Linked DNA regions of Strix aluco: region 2 is linked to region 1. A link is a contact called in public Hi-C data. All regions are on one chromosome and are shown on one strand. Each heading gives the region's core, a stretch centred on a gene start, on an enhancer-like site or on the middle of the called end of the contact. The rest is flanking DNA. Distances are from core to core; before and after follow the strand shown.

Region 1 (4,834 bases), core at 699-3,198:
ATTTCGGGTGTATGGAATGACAGTACTGCCATAGTTAGATAGGGGGTCACCAGGCTTAGGCTACTGTCAGGTGTAATCCTGTTACCAAGTCTACAGACAAGTACTTTGCACTTCTGTGGATACCAGAGCTACCTCAGGAACCTGGAAGCAGTAAGGAGTAATCTAATCTACTTCATTACCCCACAGATAAATGCCTAGCACTGTATTTTTAATAGTTGGGTGATTCTGTTCTTAGTTACTTTGTGAAAAGCTATTCCACCTGTCACTGGGTTTGCAGTATAGACATACCATGGGAAAGGAGCTGCTCCTGTTAGGTGCAGTCCTGAAAAACCCATTCACGGCATGCAGTGGAAGGGTTGCTAATCTTCCCGTACCAGGAGGTGTACACGACAGCTTTCAGATGACTGACAGCAACGAGATACTCACCATGTACTTCTAGGAAGTAAGAGGAAAGGAAGGTATAGCTTTTGTACAGATATATGCAGGGATAATTTGAATCCTCTGAGTGAAAGAGTCATTTCAACTGATGGAGCAGATCAGATTAGTTTGTGCACTTCCATAAGAGTGATGTGATGAAACTTGATGATAAAGATGCAAGACTTCAGAGAATAGCCAGAAGAGTGAAAATCTGGGCTCTTTTGGATCTTTAGTGACACCTACTGAAAAAACAATGAAATCCACTCAAATATGGATAAAGCTAATATTTTAAGGTATACATATACATAAATATTTAGCTGTGTATATATACACACATCATATGTGGATAATTCTTTCTTAATTTTCAGTAACAACCTTTTCATATTTGTTACTGTTTTAATTGTCTGTATGTGCATGGAAGAAACTACTCCCTTCTGGTTTACACTTTCTTTTTGCAATGTAACAAAACGGCTTTACATCATATTCCTAAAATTCCAAGCATACTTTTCTTTGTCTTGGCAAGGAGCATGTACGTGTGTGCCTGTGTGTTTGTGCACAGGCAAGCTACGTGGCAAAGGTATAATTTATACAGCTAGAGTGTCATATCACAAGAAGTAAGAACGCATATATGGTGAAACACTGTTAATATGAATACTTACATATTTAAATATTTACACCTGAGCCTTCAAATTGAGCCTGGATATGAGCTTGTGCACAGACTGCAAAGGGGGGGGTGTGTCAGACCGCTGTGGTGCAGGGTCTTCCTGCCGGGCCAGAAGGCGAGTAGTGCCGTGCCTCCTGTCCCACACAGGTTCTTTGTAAAAGTTTAGTGTATTTTATTGTAGCGCCTGAGCACTTAGTGCAGTAAGTGAAATGATAACGTCTGTCACGTAACCTTCTCTCATCTCCCTCGCTCGGGCCGGCGAGGCGCGCAGCTGTAACCCTTGCCGTTGTAGGGCGCGCTGGCGATTTTCTGCCTGTGCGGAGCCTGGGGCAGGGTGTCGTGCTGCCGCCAGGAGTGACGGCCTCAGAGAGCCGCGCTGCGCCGCCGCGGCACCAGGCGGCTCCGCCAAGGGCCGGCGAGCAGAGTAACCACGACGGCGGACGCAGAGGCGCTGCCGCCGCTGAGGGGAGGGCGGAGGCCCCGTCCCCGGCCCCGCTCCGGCGGCAGCAGGGGGCGGAGCCCGAGCCCTAGGCCACGCCTCTCCGCCAGCGAGCTCCGCCCCGTCCTGCGAGCGACAGCCCGGCCGCTGCGCAGGCGCGTTGCCCTTTGGCCCGCTGCAAAGCGGTCTGCCGCTGAGGCCTGCTGGCGGGCGGAACCACTCTCCATCAGTTGGGGGGAGAAGTGGGAAAATATGCCTCTAGAAAGTGGAAGAAGTACCCTGCTTGCGTTCATGGAGCCTCTCTTATTAAAATACTGTTTCAGTCTGAGAAAACTCTCGTAGTTTTTGTTACTGGCGTAAAAAAAGACCTGTCCGCACTTGTAGCCTATCGCCTTCCCCCCCGTTGGTCACTGTTTTATCCCAAGATGGAGGCCGCGGCGGGGTGGTGTTGACGCCCGGCCCGCGTGCGAGCGAGAAGGACTGGGGGGGGTGCCGGGAGCGGCCGTAGCGTCTCCTGTCGCCGACGAGCAGCGCGCGCTCCCCGACCTGCCCTCGCGCCATGGTGAGGAGGAGGAGGAGGAGGAGGAGGAGGAGGAGGAGGGGCAGAGGAGGAGGGGCAGAGGATGGGGCGGCCGCGCGCGGCTCGCTGTCGTGTCCGTCCGCTCTCCCTCAGCGCTTGGGTTGAAACCGGGCCGTTTCCGTAGGGCGGTTTGGAGGGGAGAAACGCCACACTGACTGCTTTGCTTGCCGGGCTCCCCAGGAGCTTTCCCCTGCCCGGCCCGGCCCGTGGGATCTGCCCCGGCAGCCCCGGGTCCGCGGCGGGGAGCGGGAGGCGGCGGCGGCCTGGGCCGCCCGGGCGGGCGCGGCTGAGGCGAACCCCCGAGGTGTGTGCCCTGAGGCACCGGGGGTGGGGGGCAGCTGTCCTGCTCGGCTTCCTGCGGCGTCACAGGCACTTCCCTGGTACCATCGGTCACCGGCAGCTTTGTTTGTAGGGGCAACAGGTTGCCTGCTTCCAAAAACTTGAAGTATTTCCTTTTCTGGTTGCGCCAAGCGTAAGGTTTTAAAGTACATATCAAAATATATGGTGGCAGTTGATAGGCGCTGAACTTTGATATGTCATAGTGTGTCATGTATACTTAAAGCCAACAGGTAAAGAAGATAGGTTAGATCCATAGAATAGTTCACAAGTTGCATATATCTGCTATTAACACATTTTGGTAGATAAGTAAAGCAGGAAATTTTAACAAAAGTATTTCCTGACGTCAGATATGCTAACTTGCAGAAAAGACTTTCACCCAGTTAAGAATACTTCAGATTTTTGTTGATCCAGAATGCAGATACATTTTTGATGTTAGAGCTATGTCTGTGTAATGGTACAGTCGATAGTTTTTGTGGTTGATTTGGAATTACTGGTATAGGAACAGGTGTCTAAACAATTTTCAAGAAGCTAGGTGTGTCTAGATGAATTTCCTTATGTCAGTTTCCTGTGTTTCTTGGATGAAGTTTGTTTGGATTTGACCCAGTGTTTAGAAAATAGTTATTTAAAATGTCTTTTCTAGGATTATATCTTAAGGTGTATATGCTATAATCAAATATTTATTGTACTGTTGTATTGCCATTTTGCAGCTGAATACAGCTGCATATGCTATTAGAACATGTGCAGTGGCTGTTGTACGTGTAGTGAGAAGAGTTAAGCCACCACTAGTCCCTTTTTGCTTCGTCTCTAAGTATATAAGACATTGCCTTAAAAGGAATACAGTAGAATGCTCCAAGCAAAAGATTCTTTTTAGGTGCATTTAATATTTCATTTTTTACTAATGATTAACCAAATGTCCTTTTTCAGCCTCACAAGAAAAAGAAACCCTTCATAGACAAGAAGAAAGCGGTAACATTTCACTTGGTGCACAGAAGTCAGAGGGATCCACTTGCTGCTGATGATACTGCACCCCAGAGAGTTCTGCTGCCTACACAGAAAGTAAATACTTGCTTTTAATATTGAGGTTCATTCAGATAAGAAATGCCACAGGAGAGAACAGTGGGTAGAAGAGAGAGAACAGAGAACAGCCTGAGAGAAGGTAGTTTTTGGTCCAGCTTATTAAAACAAAGGGGAAGATGTAGGGAATTTGATGGGTTGAAGGATGACTAACTGGCATTACGGTCATAAACATATTAAACCACAAAAACTGCCTGACCCACCCTGAAAAGTTGTTAGTTATGCTGCTTATGGAAAAAGTTGTTTAAGGTCCAGCTCAGACAGCATCCTAACACTGAACCAGATGGCCCCAACTTTCTAATTGGCTGTGCACTGGGGTAATGAGTGGAGAGAGGACTAAAAGGACTTTAGAATTCAGGCATTCTTAATAGATGTCTTTTCTTTTTACTAATAAGTTTTAAATGGACTTAAGTAACTATATGTATTTCTTTTTACAATTCCAAGGGGCATGAGGAGCAAAGGAGAGAAGAGCAGCGGAAGTATGGAGTCTTCTTTGATGATGACTATGACTATTTGCAGCATCTAAAAGAAGCCTCTGGTCCCTCTGAGCTTGTCCCTTCTGTGCGTGGACAGCAAAGCAGAATTGTTGTCACAAGTGAGGGGCACATAGAAGATGAAATTCAGCGAGTTTCAGTAAGTAGTGGTTTTGCTAATAGTAATCGTATGCCGTTCTTTGGAGTTTAGCATCTGTAGACACATTAACCATATTCAACAAGTGTTATCTTGACTGTGATCTATATATTGTATATATATTTATTTATTTAGGATCCTTTTGACCCACAGTCAGACTTTCCTACAAGTAAAAACAAAAGTTGACCAGCCAAAGTTTATTGATGAACAGTATTTTGCCAGCACAGTGTTAAAACACTTTGTGTACCCAAGACAAGATTTTCTTGACAGAGGTGGATTACAAAGGTATTTGTTTGAACAAGTCATATGTTTTTCTGGGGTTGGCATTTGTTTTTAAGATTCTTAGAACTTTTGAATGCTCTGAGAGTTATGAATATACCAGATTATATTACCAGTACACCATGTTTTTAAAGTGGAATGTAACGGAACCCAGAGGGAATAAAACCAAACTTTTCAATTGCTGGCATAAGTTGTGGAATTTCATGATGCTAGATCATGTTGGAACAGAAAATCAAGAAGTAATTTCAAGCAATGAGGTACGCAATTACCAGTTAGTCACTTTTAATTGAGGAAGTTTGGTTTAACCAAATACTGTAATTTTAGTTGAAACCAATGTTCTTAGTCAGAAATACTTTTCAGGTATAGTTTGGTGATACTACATAAGATTTAAAGTTATTTTAGATGTGCATGT
Region 2 (4,834 bases), core at 1,569-4,068, 150 kb before region 1:
CTCTGCCCCTCCTTCCAGCCCCCTGGTACATGATGGTTTCCAGGGTAGAGAGATACCCCGAGGCCTGGCAAGGAAATATTTCTTTGACCCATTAGAATGGCTTCAGAGGAAGCCTGTGCTGAAGCTGCCTCGATTCAGTAGATGACGCATGGCATTTGTGCTGCAGATCATGGGTGGTAGGCACATACTTTAAAAGATGCATCTTCCAGCAAATTTGTTGCCCAGACTGGTGCTTCTCCAGTCTTTCCTGATGCCTGAATTGCGTATTTTTGCATCAGATCTTAGTGGCCATGGGATGGCCTTTGGGAAATAATTTGGTTTAATCAGCAAACACTAACTTTTCAAAATCATCACCACAAATGGAAATTTCTTTGGCAGTCTCATCAGAACAGTTAAAAATGAATGAGCAGGCAACTGAATTAATCTCTCTCCACCTGGAAAGGATGTATATTTTACTGGTGTTCTATGGAAACAGAACTTCATTTTCCAGAGCCATTAACCACAGCTGTTACATTTCATACAAAAATATTTAAAGGGCTGTGAAAACAGGAAGTACATTTTTAAAAATATTTTCATTTATATACCTTGATGAGTGTATTAAGTTACAGGCTGATTAAAAACATTGCGACTTCCATGGTATCATTCTTTCTGACTGTTCACATTACTCTGATTCACAAAAGCACTTTGATATCACAATAGGGAACTCTTCATATCTCTTTTACAGTCAACATTGACCTTCTTTATGTCTTCTTTTACCTTCACCCCTTTAGATGTCACTGCTTCTCAAAGGGAATCCTTAAACACCTTTGACCTCTTGCTGTGCCATCTTTTCTAGTTTATCTTTGGATTTCTTCATATGCTCCTTTTCTTTCTGATCACACCAAAGGATTGCAGACACTGAGCAGCTCCTTAATGCGGGAATTTTGAAGTAGGCTCTCTGAAGCGTATTCTGTACAACACACCAAAGTTACAACTGTTCTGTGGCTCAAAATGCTTTGAAGGAAAAATGATTTTTAAAAAGATCAGGGGTCTGACCCGAAGCCTACTAACATCAGTGACCTGCCACCGACTTTGGTGAGATTTGGAGCAGAAACTGTGTATCTCAATAATGAACTTGATCACATCTTTTAAATTAAAAAAAAAAAAAAAAAAAAGTAGAAAACAGTTCAGTGAATAGCAGTCATGAGTACACTTCTGATTAAGGTGTAAACAGGTTCAGAAAATGTCACCAGCCCACACAGGCACAGCTACTAAAATCTCCAGTGAGGGAAAAGGTCCTCAGTGCACAGTTACATCTGTAATGATGCAAGCTGCAAAGGGTAAATAATAAAAATAGTACACTGTAAGATTTTGTGAACGCCACAAGACCAGTGTCTGTGACGGCAGGAAGCTCTAAACCTGGGTGCAGCGTGCCTGCCTGCGTGATGCTGGAGCCCCTGGGCCCCCGCAGGAAAGTCTGTAAGCATGGAGCTCGCTGCTGCGCCCCGCAAGGAGAAGCCCCTGCCTCTCACTCCTGCAGCACGGTCCCACTGGGAAAGCTCTCTGCAGCTAGGGAAGGAGCAGGCTGGTCTGTCAGTGGATGGAAGAAGGAGAGGAAATAATGAAAGCAATTCCCTGGGAGATGCTGAGCAGAAAAGACCTTTTGACCTGACTAATGGCTGACATACAAGACTCATGTACTGGATCGATTGCTTGGGCAAAGGGTGCCTGAGCCATGTGACTGCTGGGAAGAGCCCAAAACCACTGCGCCTGGGGAGTTGCACGGGGCTTGACGTTGAGAGGAGGTCACTTGGTTTCTTGGTGGGAAGCAGAGGCCAGAAACCGAATCTCGCATGGACATGTTTCAGACTCAGTAGGGTTTGATTCAGACCTGTGGAGTGGTAGTGGCTAAACTGTTGTCATACAGTCCGAATGGGACTTTCATTTTTGATAGCTAAATAATGTGGCACTGGATGCCTTAAAAGTACAGGGTGTTAGGTACAGATGCTGTCCTGTCTGTCTTTGCCATTGTGCCCGTGGCTTCAGGGCAGCAAGGGTTTTTTTCAAGGCAGAATATAAAATGATTTGCCCGTAAAAAGCAGTGAAAACATTAAATATCCTTTTAAAGATGAATCGTGTTGTAAAAGTGTATCTGTAAAACAATCACCATAAATGAAACCGCGGGGCTTGATTTTGCTTTACCCAAAGTCGCCGTGACTCCTGCTTCTGATCTGAAAGGCAGGACGACTATCTTGCTCCCAAAACGTTGAGTCACACGGTCGTCAAGCTGGTTGTGAAAAGCCTCTTGCCTGCAACCCAAACCTTAAGAAAGACAGAAAAGGGGGGGGGGGGACAGACAGAAGATTTGACTCATCGCCCTCCCTGCTCCTCTGCAGGGATGCGATGCCTTGTGCAACCTCCCGGTTTTGCGGGGGACGGCCCGGGGGAGGAGAGAGGGCACCCTGTTACACAAAACAGTGGTGTCGGTTGCTCGGCTCTTTTTAACTGATACTCTTTTTTTTTTTTTTCTTCTTCCCCCGAGAGTTGGAAATGACGGGAGCGGGGAGCACGAAGACACCCCGCGGGGAGGGGGGGGGGAGGGGGCGGGAGAGCAGATGCAGGGAGGGAGGGGACGCGGGGAGGTCCCCGCGTCCCCTCCCTCCGTGCATCTGCACACACCACACCACGCCCCCGCTTTGCTTTGCCCCTGTGCAAACACAAAATTCAAGTTCCGACAGACCCAAAATCCCCGCCGCCGTCCTGGCGGGGCGGCCCCGCTGCGACGGGGCGGTCGGAGGCGAGGGGCGGCTCTTTCTCTGCAAACTTTCCCTTTCCTCTCCCTCGCCTCCTCCTTCCCTCCTCTCCTCCCCTCCCTGCCCCTCTCGGCTCCCCGACGGCTATGGCTGAGAGAGCGGGGAGCACCGGGGGAGCACCGCCGCCCGCCTGGTTCTTGCCCGGTCCCCGCGGCCGCTCCCAAAGCGACATCTCCTCCTTCTCCTTCTCCCGGAGAACCTGCCTGCTCCGGTCCAACGTGGGTGGCTCAGGTAAGGGACAGGGAAGGGAGGGTCCTTGTGTCCGAGCCCCCCCACCCGAGCCGAGCTGAACTGGGGAATTTGGGAAGAGACATCCTCCTCCACACCCTGCCCTGCCCTCCCAGACCTCGGACCGTCTTTCTCTCGGTGGCCACGGTGTGGGTCTCTGGTTTACGGGACGTTGGATCTGCCCCTCGAGATGATGTTCATCAAGTTCCCGGCTTTCAAACTCGTGCTTTCAGGTTTAAGTGAACCCCAGTAAACAAACAAGTTGATGTTCGTCAAGTTCTTGGCTTTTCATACCCGTGTTCTCAGATTTAAATTAACCTCACTAAAGTGGTGGGTACTTCGCTCACCGAAGCATCTCTAACTGCAAGGGCAGAAAAGCTTCAGGGCATATTGTGGGGACATCAGAACTCCTCAACCTGCCACTTCACACACTATGCTTCAATTCCGTGTTAGGATTTTACTTCATGCACTTAGATCTCCTCAGGGTTTTTCGTTAACAGGTGAGGCAAAAAAAATGAATGAGTCAGTATTCCACCGTCCCACTTCAGGACTGCAAGTGCACACAGGATGATTTGGGGGTGCAAGCTGGCCCTTTGGGACAGAGTAGGCTTCCTTCAGGATTCAGAGTAGCTTTGCTGTGCAAAATGCAAGGAAGTGAATGTCCTAGTTTACAGTGCAGGTATTTGAAAGTGGCCAGAGTAAAATAAATACATACTCAGTTGGGCTATTCTTTACTCAGTCTTTTCCTGAGCTCGGGTATTGAGGCAAATGAAATTCTGGTCTCCATACTGCCAAGCACATTTTGAAAATGAGTGCTCGCCCAGTTGCAAATCAGCCCTGCTCTGTTGACCAAAACAAGACTGTAGGCACATACATCCCTGACGATGTAGGTATTTTGGATGCACCTGTGAACCTCAGTGCCATCAGGGCAGCTCCAGAGTGTGGTGAGGGACCTCCTCTGCCGCAGCACAAGCAGGACAGCGCAGTGCGTGGTCAGGTCTGCAATGGACCACAATGTCCTCTTATGTTTGCTCCTCAGGGAGTGTTAAGATGAAGCAGACCACATGCTTGGGGAAGCTCAAACATACAGCCTGTGCCTGCCTGATGAGGAGAGAGGGAGTACAAACTTGCTTAGTCACATAGGAGCAAGTAGATTCAACTTGTGGGGCCAGAGCCTGCAAGCAAAAACAACTCTACGTGACATTCTCTGCATCATTTTCAGCTCTACCTTTTCCCATGTCTACTTAAATGTTATGTTGAAGGACATTTGGGACAGGAAGGAGGGAGGAGGTTCCAGTGGTTTGTCCGAATCAGAAAGGATTACTTTTAGGTACAAGGTGTATTTTAGCACCGTCTGGAAGAATGCTGCATAAACAACACTCTATGGCTTGACGTGCACAAGATGCCTTAACCTAGATGTAGAGGGATCACCACAGAGGTTGACAAGATTGAGACCATGTCAATGTTAGACTATGTTTGTCGTTAGCTTAACTACAAAGACTACTAACAATGAGCTGGTTTCATTAGAAGAGACTGGAAAATCCAGTGGAGGTAAAATGATGGTGTTTTCAAAGATGTGCTGTTATTTGTAGTTTCTTACCCCCAAAATTTAGGCCTCCCCGTTGCCCTACTTGATTTTTTTCTTTTAATTTTGAGGATGTGCTTCCTGCCAGCAAGTGACAAGAGTTGCTTTCTCTAGTTTTTATTTTTTTGACATCTTTTCTTTCATTCTGTATTTGCTCCATTGCTGCTTCCTGTATTTTTTTCCAGCTGCTCACTGGGCACAACAAAAATACTTGCATGCTGCCACACAA

The links. Hi-C and Micro-C count contacts between places; a contact is called where the count stands out from the background.
Region 2: a Hi-C map of brain shows a contact between it and region 1, with 3 times the contacts expected there. The contact joins the promoter of PHACTR2 here to the promoter of LTV1 in region 1. A contact is called at or near these places in 2 of 2 Hi-C or Micro-C datasets (brain and heart).

The regions. Positions count from the first base shown.
Region 1 is chr3:64,456,943-64,461,776 of bStrAlu1.hap1, reverse strand. LTV1 (LTV1 ribosome biogenesis factor) reads left to right here and starts at 1,948. Exons shown (of 11, transcript XM_074818885.1): 1 at 1,948-2,082; 2 at 3,364-3,495; 3 at 3,958-4,146. The coding sequence starts at 2,080.
Region 2 is chr3:64,607,982-64,612,815 of bStrAlu1.hap1, reverse strand. PHACTR2 (phosphatase and actin regulator 2) reads left to right here and starts at 2,818. Exons shown (of 13, transcript XM_074818886.1): 1 at 2,818-3,023. The coding sequence starts at 2,879.